2 separate regions of the Danio rerio genome follow, and region 2 is linked to region 1. A link is a contact called in public Micro-C data. All regions are on one chromosome and are shown on one strand. Each heading gives the region's core, a stretch centred on a gene start, on an enhancer-like site or on the middle of the called end of the contact. The rest is flanking DNA. Distances are from core to core; before and after follow the strand shown.

Region 1 (6,428 bases), core at 1,291-3,790:
AATATTTATTTTAGTGATTTTTTTTTCTTGATATCAGCCAATAAATGTGAAAATAATGTGCATCTTAAAATAGATTTATATATATATATATATATATATATATATATATATATATATATATATATATATATATATATATATATACTTTTTAATAAATCCTGCAAAGCTTTATAAACAACAATGTAACAATGTACACAGTCAACATAAAAAAGTAACTACAATGGAAAAAAAAATGTTTTAAGGGTATAAAGCAAACATAATTTTTGGTGTTTTTACAAGTTTTCCTAAAATGCTTATATGTATCCTAGCCACATCTTTATTAATTAAACAAACACATGCACAATACTTTTTGCAAACTTTGAATTCAAGTAATTCTGAAAAGTTTAGTAGAACATTACAGCACTTATTACAAGACAAATTAATAAAAATATAAACTACAAAAGCATTTACAAGTAATTAAAACTATTTAATCCAGTAAAAACAGCAGGTCAAAATAATATTTTTTTGTTCCTAATATAACTAATACTTGTAAATTGCTGCTACACATTATTTATGATTTTTATGTTTAAACAATTTTTTTTAATCTTTCAAGTCTTTTTTAAACAACAAAAGCAGTATAACAAAGAAAATAAGTTAATTTACAAAGTTCAGCAAAGGCTCAATTAGATGTCTTTAGTTAAAGCAAATTAACTTTTATTTTAAACGCCTGTAAAAAGTAGTTTAGAGCTCACAAACAACTTTTATAAGAAACAAAACCACCTTCATATAAAGCAAAACTAAATTATTTATTGTTTACCGTTTAGAAACATTCATGTATAAAGGCTCACATCTGAGAAAAGCAACATATTACTCCGCCGCATAATTTTAGGTTGTTATTAAAATGCCACAAGAAGTACGCGCATTGCAGAAAATCATAAATGTTAGTTGCAATAAGCAAAAGTTGCAAAGTTTCCAGCTTACCCCGCTTGGAGGAGACGATATCCATTCCAGCTCTGTCTGCTGCGCCTTTGAATCCAGCAGGATCACTGCCGACGACACACAAAGTGAACACTTACAATAATGCATCTTTAATTGTGATTAATGTTTGGCAGACATCTCGTTCATATTCCAGAAGCATTTTACATCGCGAGCGAGCGCAGACACAGACGAAACGTGAGCGAGCGCGCGAGTTTGACCCATTTTCAGCAGACAGCGGTGGAGATTTATGACAATAAGCACCCAACACCTCTGAAACCTGCGCAACACCTGTTCGTGTGTCAATATAACCGACAGGCACGCTTTCGCTTCAGCTGTGCGATCGAAAAATCGCTAAAGTTCCCTTGTGTAAACCAGTGAGAATATTACGCGGATGCGCGCGCGCCGGCTAAAACGCGTGCGAAATTAATCGCTATTTTGTTAGTCAAATACATTTCGCTGAACTGTTATCTGCTTTTTGAGTGATCGAGTGACTAAACTGAAGAGAATGAGTTATAATAAATAACGACTTAAGGGGAAATTGTAATTATAAACTCTCAAGGGGGCATAGGACAGACAGCACGATCTTAATCCAAAATTAATAAATAAATACAAAATAATCCGATAAATAAACGAGGAACTGAGAGTGTTGCCTTTTCAGGACTCTTCTCATATAACTGAACTAGCTACACACAACAGCCATAAGATCAATGTATTGGAAGTACACAGAGGGATTCATCAATTTCAGGTTTCAGTCCGGACGAACGATACCTCGGGTTCATGCTATATGTTTTATAGTCGATGCTGAAGTGTGTGATATACATATTTTCAGCAGCTTCAGACACAGAACTGCTGTAATAATAACACAGCGATCTGTGTGTTAATTCTGTAGGCTATCTGCTCGATAACTTGGTAATGAAGCAGTTCGATTGCTGTATGATTGCAGGAGGTTTTCATCCCGGACAATTCCTTTTCTACTAACTGAAGCTGATCGCACATGTCGCAGTCCAGTTGCAGAATTGTCCGTATTCTGCCGGGCTGGTTAACAAGCCACAAGCAGATCTTTTTCAAGTTTGATATTGCTGTTGTTTCACTGCACTGAATGGAAAGCACGACAAACGAGCAGCTGATAACCAGAAGATACATGGAGGTGAGGGTATCTTAACCAGATAAAAACTGCTGTCTGTGTTTTCATTTTTAGTCGCGTTGTGCAGTTGTAAATCACTCGTCTTCGTGTCTTGGCGAAAGTCTATGCGCCAGGGATAAAAATACTCGCATTATCAGAGACAGGCGCATATCATTGTCTAATGTGTGATAAAAACAATTATCTGTTTGTCTGTCACATTGTCGATACAGTATCTGCTGTAACTAATGATTTGTTCGCGCTGTCAAGATGCAATAAAGGAAACTTTCGCACTCACCCTCTCTTGTGTTCTGTGCTATTCCAGTGTTCACATAAAAACATAAATGAAGGCAAAATATAATCCACACACACGAAACTGAGGTGCAAACCATGGTGTAGTTGAAAGTTGGCTAAACAGTGTGCGCTTTTTCCAACGCGGCGTTCCCTTCCCATTGACTACGCTCCAGCACCAGCTCTCTGGGTGAATAAAACAGCCGTCTCTCACTCAAATACCTCGGCATTTGGGGGGCGGGGCTTAGCGCATTCGGCGTGTCACTTATCTTGACTGACAGAGAGCACACCCACCTTTGGCGCGCGAAAGGCTTTCGTGTAAAAACACGGGCGAATCAGCTTAAAGCGAAGGCGGATCCTTAATTTTAGTCTAAAACAGACAAGCGTGGGGTTCTCGGACTTCTAGGATTAAACGTTGTCGGACAATGTTTGCTGTCGTTATTTCAAGAAAGACTAAGCAATGCTGTAAAGTTCGACTGGAAATAATGAACTAAAAGGTAATAACGTTTTATGAACAGTTAAACGTGGCTTAATGAATTCAGTCAGTTACAGAGAAAATATCAAAACATCTTTGAGAGCGGGTGAGGAAACTTTCCCTGTCACAGCACTTAAAACACAGAAGTCTACTCTATCAAGATAAGACTTGAACCGTGGGTAGGGCACTCAAGCATGTCACGACATCCGATGAAACGTTCATGTTTTTCTCAAGTCATTGAAAAGCATTACATCATCAGCAGGTAAACCATTAAACATCATCATAACCTGTTTTGTCTGGCAGCTGTTTTGAGCTTGCAATTTTTTGTTTTGTCACTAACCTGCACGAGTTGCAGCAATCAAACGATTTCCGTAAAGGTCAAATAGAAATAGATCTAAATGCTCACATCTAGCTTAAGATATTTATTTATTTTTCTTTATTGTTTTGTTAATTGTAGATAGATAGATCTCAGTTAAAAGGATAGTTACCCCAAAAATGATAATATTATCCTAAGATTTTACTCACTCTCAGGCCTCCCTGAGATGTGGCTGATTTGCTCCCTACAAAATTGTGATCATTGATGATTCCATAAAATGCAAGTCAGTGAGTACCAGCACTACAAGAAATAAATAAATAAACATGACATCTTTTATTAATTAACATTAACATAGATGATATGGTCACACTTTATGATAAGGTTTCATTTGTTAGCTACAAATAAGCAATACTTGTTATTAATCATATTTCAATATTTACTAATGCATTAAATGCAAAATTGTGCACGTTAACATTAGTCAATGCAGTCAGTTAAAATAAACTAACAATATCCATTCATTCATTAATTTTCCTTCGGCCTAGTCTCTTTATTTATCAGGAGTTGCCACTGCAGAATGAACTGCCAACTTATCCAGCATATGTTTTACGCAGAGGATGCCCTTCCAGCTGCAACCCAACACTGTGAAACACCCATAGACCAGGGTTCATGCGGTCATGGAAAACCTGGAAAAGTCATGGAATTTTGACATGGCATTTTCCAGGACAAGTTTTGGAAAAACAGAAAAACCCACAAAGTTTTGGAAAAGTAATGGAAAACGCCGTTTATGTGTATACTTGAATATAGGTTAGTTGATTTTACTTATTTTTTTTTTGTCCTTGGTTAATCATACACTCTCGCATTAATAATGCATATTAATGTGTAAGCATTATCTAAATACATTTTTATAGATATAAATATAAATTGGGCATCACTATGGCACAGGGAGTAGCAGAATCGCCTCACAGCACGAAGGTCACTGGTTCAAGCCTCGATTGGGTCAGTTGGCATTTCTGTATGGAGTTTGTACGTTCTCCCCATGTTTTCCTTTGGGTGCTTCGGTTTTCCCCACAATCCAAAAACATGTGGTATAGGTAAGCTAAAGTTCTCTGTAGTGTATGAGTGTGAATGAGTGTGTATAGATGTTTTGCCAGTGATGGGTTGCAGATGGAAGTGCAACGGCTGCTCAAAACATATGCTGGATGAGTTGGCGGTTCATTCCACTGTGGCGACTCCAGATTAATTAATGGATTAAGCTGAAAAGAAAATGAATAAATAAGTAAATGAATTAATAAATATAAATGTAACTGAATAAATTGTTGCGTGTTTTACAATATGCTGTAATAAATTTTAACATGTATTGTTTTTACTACGCATACGTAGACATTGTATGAAAAATTAGTTCTTGAAAATTTACTTGAAAGTCTTGGGAAAAAAATGGAAAATTCTTGAAATTTTAGTAGCAAAAACGTGGATGCACCCTGATAGACACTCATTTACACACATACACTACGGCCAATTTAGTTTGCCCATTTCACCTATAGCGCATGTCTTTGGACTGTGGAGGAAACCCACATGGACATGCAAACTCCACACAGAAATGCCAACTGACCCAGCCGGAACTTGAAACAGTGACTTTCTTGCTGTGAAGCGACAGTGCTAACCACTGAGCGACCCTGTCGCCCACAATGAACAATATAATTTTCATTAACCAACATCAACATAGATGAATAAATACTGTATTGTTTATGTTAGTAAGTACGATAACTAAAATGAACTAACAGATCATTATTGTATAAGTGTTACAGATAATATAAAGCTTGTTGTTCATGAGCAGTTCATGCAGTAACATAAATTAATGGACATAATAACTAACTAACAACTGTAGAGTGTGATTGTGTATAAAATGCATTGAAACTAAAATGGTTGCTGAAAGCATACAGTCTTGTTGATTGGCCAGTGAAGGGCAGGAGGTCTGTTGTGCAGGTATAAAGACATCGAGACAGACAAACACAGATAAACATTGACTGCTGTGTTTTCAGAAGGTCACCTAATGAAGGAAAGTGCCCTGCTGATTCTGGCCGATGGGTGTGGATGCATTGATTCATTATATGCGTTACTGCTCAAGAAACGTTCTCTATGAAGATTGAGCTGCTGGGGTTTTAAGCGGCGCCAAGGAATCGAGATAAACACAAAACACAATTAAAAAGTGTAAAGTTAATTTCCTGCTGCTCAGATGACTTGCCAAATCACTGATAAATGAAAGCATGAAAGGGACCTCATTACCCCTCGAACGTATAATGCATTTGTTACAGGTCACTTATGAATCTCCATTTCCTAGAATGAGTAAAACAACTGTAATTATGCCCCACAAATATTGATTAATAAACTCTGTGCTGCACAAATGGATGAAGGTAGACAAGGACTCATTTCAAGGTTTATTTACCTCATATTTATTTATTTTTGTTGTTGTTGTTTGGCCTGTTTACTATGCAAATGATTTCTAATCCTCTTTACCCTTGATGCACACTCCTGTGTTGCATATTTGCATGTTGTTTATTACCTGCATGTTAAACTAGTTTCAATTATAGTGAATATTTCAAACAAGCATACTTTAGTAGCTTAAACTAGTTAGCAGGTGTGAAAAGGACAACATTTTCAACACTTGTTTGGATCACATTATCTGAGCAGGATTAAACCAAACCATGTAAGCATGTATGAATTCACGTTTGAATATTTATAATCAACAAAATGTTGATTAACATTCTTATTCAACTGAGTCTCGAGTGATAGCGCCAGGCTTGCCAGGTTCCCTCTTGCGGTTGTTCAAATTCTAATTGCAGTTTTTAACATTTCTGTTAAAACAAATCTTCGCAAGAGAAACTCCAGAATACACGTTCAGCAGCCACGTTAGTGAGTCCTCATCAGCTTAATGTTGTCATGGCATCGGTTAATTGAATTCTTTTGTTTAAACTGGGATTACACTCTAGTAGTCATGTGGAGATGACAGTTTGTGTAAGCGACGTTATACCTGACTCCACATTGAGCTCTAAGCTGAACCCTCACAAAGAGCTAATCATTTTAGAGGATACTTCATTTTGAGTGTGTCTTCCTTGAGAAGAATTGCCAGCCTCTGTCATAACACTAACCGTTATTATCATTTCACCAATATTCAGATAAACAACAGGCACAGAGTGAAGAGTACTAGAGTCCTAAAGCAATATTGTTGAATTTTGCTGGTGCACTGTTGTTGTATACTTTAGAGTATTATT
Region 2 (6,428 bases), core at 2,535-5,034, 260 kb after region 1:
GAACCTTCCACAGTGGGTCTGTCTGTGAGTCAGAGCTGTGTGTGTGTGTGTGTGTGTGTGTGTGTGAGTGTGTGTATGCCTGTCAAAAAGCAGGTGCGAGGATGTGCAAGTTCACTCTCTGTGGTCTCAGTCTCTATGGAGTCTGACCATAGAAAGTCATAAAGTCCTGAAACAACCTGGAATCTTAATTAACTATATACTAAAGTTATTTGGCTTTATTTAATGCGAGCACTATAACGCATATTTTATAGAGAAAAAGTGAAATTCAAATTCTGATCTAAAGCAGCTTTGAGACTGTGTTGGTTCAGATCAGATCAATAATGGTGCTTTCACACTTGGTTCAATTGCCCCCAGCCCCCCCACCCCATTAAAAAATATATAGTTTAAAGGGTCTAATAATTTTGACCTTAAAATGTTTTTTTTTTTGTTGTTGTTTAAAATAAAAACTGCTTTTATCCTAGCCGAAAAAAAAACAAATACTATCTCCAGAAGAAAAAAATATTACTAAACAGTGTGAAAACGTCCTTGCTCTGTTGAACATCATTTGGGAAATCTTTAAAAAATAAAAAAAATTAAAGGGGGGCTAATAATTCTGACTTCAGCTGTGTATAAATATAGTTACTTTACATCTTATCCTACCCACACCCCACTTAAAATGAGAAGTTTACTGTAATTATTTTACTCTGAAATATTGTCCTATTTCAAATCCATTTTACAATGAAAGTTCAGCTTGTGTCCATGTGCCTTACTACGACAGTATGCTAATCTCCATCTGAGAAGCCACATCTAATGAAGGCTAAATGTCTTCAATGTGATGCATATAGAAAGTTCCGCTGAATAGTCAGAAGCCATTATCAGCAGTTTAACTCCACACAGGCTTGTGAAGTCAATTATGCTGCATATTATATGCAACTGAAAGCACCCATTCAGCTTTAGATACTTACAGTGTCTATGAAAGAGCTGTGCAAATACAGTAATGTCTATTGGCCTAATATACTGTAGGAATATGGGTCAATCGCCATGAAGAAGTTCTCAAAACGCTGTTGGAGGCCTCCAGAGAGGAAAACCGCATCACCTGAAGAGACAAGTCACTTTTTTCAAAAGCAATCAAAAGCGATTTCTAGCTCTGCATTAAGGCTTTTTGGTGAAGAAATTAAGGAAAGTTGTTTCTTAACTGCCTTAAAACTTTGGCTGAGGAGTGCTCTACATTTCCAAAAGAAAAGCAATTTCACGCTTCATTCCAAGATCCAAACACCACCTTATTGGAATTAACACTATTGCACATCAAGACTTGAAAACTTCGTTAGTGCACTAAAACTCCTTAATTATCAGTTTGATAACACACCATGTTAACAAACCTCCCATGATAATATCTTCAACAGTTTCACCAAATACCTTAATTGCCCACAGAAACAACATTTATTCGACAAGTAGTCTATTTAATTTTAAATCCAAGGTAAATAGGGGTATTTGGAATCCTGTGAATTCTAGAAGTCCTTGCACAGACATTACAGAGTAAATATTCTAGTATTTTATAGAGAAAATGTCAAACCCAACAGTTATGGATTTCAGTATACTTAGCATTAATATTTTACATCAATTAAATCTTAGATTCTGGTTACAAGAGCAACTCTCTGTAGGCAATTTTGGAGGAAGAGGTTTCCCAGCAGGTGGTAAAATCGTGTCGGACCCTGTTCGCGTTCATCTGTTGGAGTTTGAACTCAAGCCATTGGGAAAAGGGTATTATCGCTGAATAGTTAATCGCTGTACTCTACTGCCCTCTAGTGTATTCAGATAAACCTACAAAACGTGGTCCGAGGGAAAACAAATAAGAGTTGAGGATTTGGGACATTGATCAGAGTGGCATAACAAACGTAGAGGCCTCAAGTTTTCAAAAATGTAAAAGAATGTATGATGTTTCATGTTTTTTTTAGAAAAAAATGTTGACAGACTCGATCTGTTTTCAAGACAGCATCTATTCAATTCAATTCATCTTTATTTCTAGCGCTTTTACAATGTAGATCGTCAAAACAGCTCAACTGACATTTTAACTGTGTCAGTCCAGTTTTCAGAGTTCAAGTTCAATTCAGTTCAGTTCGGTTTAATTTTCACTGCTGAAAGTCCAAACACTGAAAACCAGATCCATCCATATTCCATCCATAACGCTTCAATTATTACAGATCTGAAAATCAGCATCATGTTGCCTTCACTCTGAATAGGATTTAATGAATGAATGTACTCATTTTACAAGCCTATGCATCATCCCCACTAGATGGCAGTCATTATTCACAAATACAATGCCACAGAATTACAGCTAGAATAGAATAGAATAGAATAGAATAGAATAGAATAGAATAGAATAGAATAGAATAGAATAGAATAGAATAGAATAGAATAGAATAGAATAGAATAGAAGCATGTATTGATAAAAAGGGGCAACATTCACATACTCCACTATATTTCCATATAGTTCTCATCATATTTCCTAATTTTTATGAAATAACTTATGTTGAGGTGTGTATTTATAAAGATCTAAGTTTCTGATGTCTTGGTTTGATTCAAATGAAGTGGATTTATATATACATACATATTTACAAACTTTTGCCTAATTTTTACTCTTCTCTCTCACACAAAAAAGTTTACAAGTTGCCAAAATTCATAGACAAGTTGCCTTACTTGATTTACTTGTCCAACTGGTACAGTGATTAAATTTTTGTTGTTGTTTTCCAGAGTAAGAGATAACTGTACAAATATGATGTTTGCTCAGTTCAAAAATGCTGATATTGTGAATGCTAAACAGTTTTTCAAAGCTGTGCACTTCTTATGTGTTATCTTCACATGCTGAATGCACGTTGCACTACAGTGACATACAGTATACACAGTATTTCACACTCACAAACATATTGTAAATACAAAATATTGGCTTGGTGTATTGTATTTTTATTAGCGCTTATTTGTTTAAAAAATAAATAAAAAATTTTATAAATATACATTTATTTATTTATTGCATGCTTACTTTAATGATCATTTTATCTCATTTTTAATTGTTTATAGTCATTTTGAGACTTATAATGTGTCTCTGTAAATGCTGGTTGAGCACCACAGGAGTACCAAGGAGGTCTTGTTCTCAGACTTTAAAAAATTAAATATTGTACTGTAGGAGTTACAAAGGCCTGTTGTTGTTGTTGTTGTTGTTGTTGTTGTTGTTGTTGTTGTTGTTGTTGTTGTTGTTGTCGTTGTGTATATAGGATGTCTAGATTAATACAATATGGGCTACTTTTTAATTGCTATTACATTAATTAATTAATGTAATATGCTATTAACTATAATATTTTAAGTTTATGATATGCTTCAACAGCCAAAATAAAATTGATGAACGGTATTTGAACCCTGAATATGGTCAAAATATCCAACATTTAAGCGGTTCTAACCAATGGACTTGAAATACAATTACTCTGTGTTATAACGGTGTGTTGTAAAAGCACCGTCGGTTATAATGTCTGGAAGGCAGCGGTTTTATAATAACGTGGTCGTTGAACTTGTGTCGCGTCGCGCGCTCGTCGACACGGTGTTCAGCTAAATGTCTTTCCACATCAAAGGGGAAACACACAAGTTTCAACAGTTCAGCGGTGGGAGGCTGCCAAAGCTTGAAAGGCTCATTCGCCTCCAATGCACCAAAGCAAACAAACACTCTTGCCCTCGGAAGTTGCATATTTCCATAAACTGCTCTATGGATAAAAAGCGTGCCTGAGTGCAGTAGGAACTGTTTGCGATTAAGCTCGATATGTCTGAAAATAAGCTTTTTTGCGCAATTGTTTTCTTAACTTCACTCTTTTGCTCAACATGCTCACAGGGGACACGGTTTGTTCATTCAGCTGCTCTGGATGCGGAGAGGAGATACAACATTAAGTGGGGATTTGACGAGTCCACGATAACTTTTGAGATAGAAGTGGAAACGAGGGGGTATGTGGGATTCGGTTTGTCACCCACCGGTGCGATGTCTTCGTCTGATATCGTTATAGGCGGTGTGCTCAACGGAAGCCCATATCTGCTGGTAAGCGTGCGCACACACCTTTGCCTGCCAACGCATCTCTCGTTTAATTGTAAAGTGGGCTGTGTACAGTTTAGACTGTCCCAGTGTACAATTGTTGTTTTTTATATTTGTTGTGTCGGATTATTGCAATTTTAACTACGGGAATGAAGTCTTATTTGCCTTGCTTTTTCTTTCAAAATAAAAAGTGTTTATGGATTTGTGATTTAAACATTCCAAAGTTTTAAACAGCCTAAGAAAAAAAATAGGATAAAGATTGAGATGACGTCTTTGCCTCTATTTACAACCATATCTACTGGTTATAATGAATGAATGACAATTAAAAGTAAACTTTATTTTTAAAGTGGGGAGAGGGCAAACATTAGCATTACCTTATTCAACTTATTTAAACATATTGTTTGCATAATATGTGTTTTTTTTTAAACATAACAGTTATACACATCATAAACAGCTAATAATTAGTTTGGATTGGCAAATAAAATTAACCAAAAAAAAAAAAAAAAATGAAAACACAACTTGTATAATAAAATATTGCATCTTAAAATATAACATAACAGTACTTACTAATTTATTACTTCAAATGGGAGTCTTATACCTATTAGTCATATAATATAGTCCAAAGCTTTTATTTTCATATGCATATTTTTGCCTTCCATAAATCACATTACAAAATAGAGCTAAAAACATATGCAAGTAATAATATTTCAGTATGTAATACTGCAGTGTAGTACATACATGCAATCTAAATGTATTGGAACATTATATAATTATATTTCAAAATTGTGAGCAACACTAAAGTCCCCTGTCTGATGATTTAAATATAGCTTTTTGTGTCCTGAAATCTGTTGTAATGGACAATGACCCACTGACCTGACTGCATACGGCTGACCCTGGATTATATTCAGACAGCACTTAAACACACAACACTGTTTCAGAAGAAAGCAGGGCAATGTTTAAACATATTCACACACACCTGCTGGCCACATTCCCTGCTCATTATAATCCCCATCCAGCTGTTGGAAATATACAGCAGTCATAGATGTTTACTGTTAGTATTCAGCACTGTTCATTAGCAATCTTTCATTAAAACCTCCTTGACACTATATCTTGCTGTTTTAGTTTTGTACGCATAAACGATGACACATTGTGTTCTAAAACATACTGTATCCATTACAAATGTGTATTGAAAAAAAATAGGCCATTTGTCGATGCCGCTGACCAAACAATTTGATCAAAGATTATTAAATGTGACCACATGCAGACAAAAACCAATACGATTTACTCACACTGTTAGACATTTCAAAGGGTTTTTACAGTAACTTACTGGCAACACTGTTGCCAGTAAGTTACTGTATTTTAGATTTACAGTATACAACTGTAAATCCGTTTACAGCATGTTACTGTAGTGTCTGAAAATGGTTAACTACTGTAAAAACCTAAGTTAACAGTTAGCTACTGTAAACCTTTTAATTTTGTCCTAAATATTTTATAATATAATTTTATTAATATTATTTTAATACTATAGACCTAAAAAAGACACAATTACAAAATATTAACAAAATAAACACTCTTTATTTAAAACATTGGAGATGCTTAAAACAAGCTTAAAAATGTGTAAAAACATTACATTTCAATCATTCAAAATATTTTATTTTAAGAAAAAAAAACATTGAAAATGACAAAGCACATTAACATACATGTACAAAACTAATTTAAGTGTCTGACCTGCATATTGTTGAGAAAAAAAAACCCAATTGTACTAAGTACTACTGACATTAAACCAGACACAATTACAAAATATTCCATTCTTTAAAACATTAAAAATGCTTAAAGCATTTAAGGAAAATGTGTGAAAATTACATTAAGCATTAAAATCAACACATTAAAAATAAATAAATCACACAAAGCACTAGAACATACATGTACAATAAAAATTTAAACTTCTGAATTGCATATTGTTGGAAAAATAAATATTTGTAACTATTAGCCGACTCAGAAACAACCCAACTTTAAAATATTACTAATTCTGGTGTCAAATGCTCAACAAGGTCTGAATTCACATGTTCAAATGCAATTCATCTTTATTTCTATTGCACTTTTACAATGTAGATCAATGATGTCAAAGCAGCTTAACATAGAAGTTCTTGTAAATTGAAGCTGCTTCAGTCCAGTTTTCAGAATTGAAGCAGTAAATGTCACTGCTGAAAGTCCAAACACTGAAGAGCAAATCCACCGATCCACCGATCGTAGCCAAGTGATCCAGTGGCGACAGTGGCATGGAAGAAACTTCACCAACTGACGAAAGTGTAGAATAAAATCCCTTGAGAGATACCAGGCTCAGTTGGGCACGACCAGTTCTCCTCTAGCCAAACTTGTG

The links. Hi-C and Micro-C count contacts between places; a contact is called where the count stands out from the background.
Region 2: a Micro-C map of caudal fin shows a contact between it and region 1, with 3 times the contacts expected there. The contact joins the promoter of moxd1 here to the promoter of epha7 in region 1. A contact is called at or near these places in 2 of 18 Hi-C or Micro-C datasets (caudal fin and an unstated tissue) and 1 of 4 datasets of contacts at active chromatin or transcription factors (embryo).

The regions. Positions count from the first base shown.
Region 1 is chr20:27,635,606-27,642,033 of GRCz12tu, forward strand. epha7 (eph receptor A7) reads right to left here and starts at 2,541. Exons shown (of 18, transcript NM_001044979.2): 1 at 2,376-2,541; 2 at 961-1,025. The coding sequence starts at 2,469.
Region 2 is chr20:27,896,904-27,903,331 of GRCz12tu, forward strand. It overlaps moxd1 (monooxygenase, DBH-like 1), which reads left to right and starts at 3,785. Exons shown (of 12, transcript NM_001045206.2): 1 at 3,785-4,054. The coding sequence starts at 3,785. All of the region lies in intron 1 of LOC141379239 (a long non-coding RNA gene), which reads right to left. It overlaps LOC137488649 (a long non-coding RNA gene), which reads right to left. Exons shown (of 6, transcript XR_011007780.2): 6 at 5,604-6,428.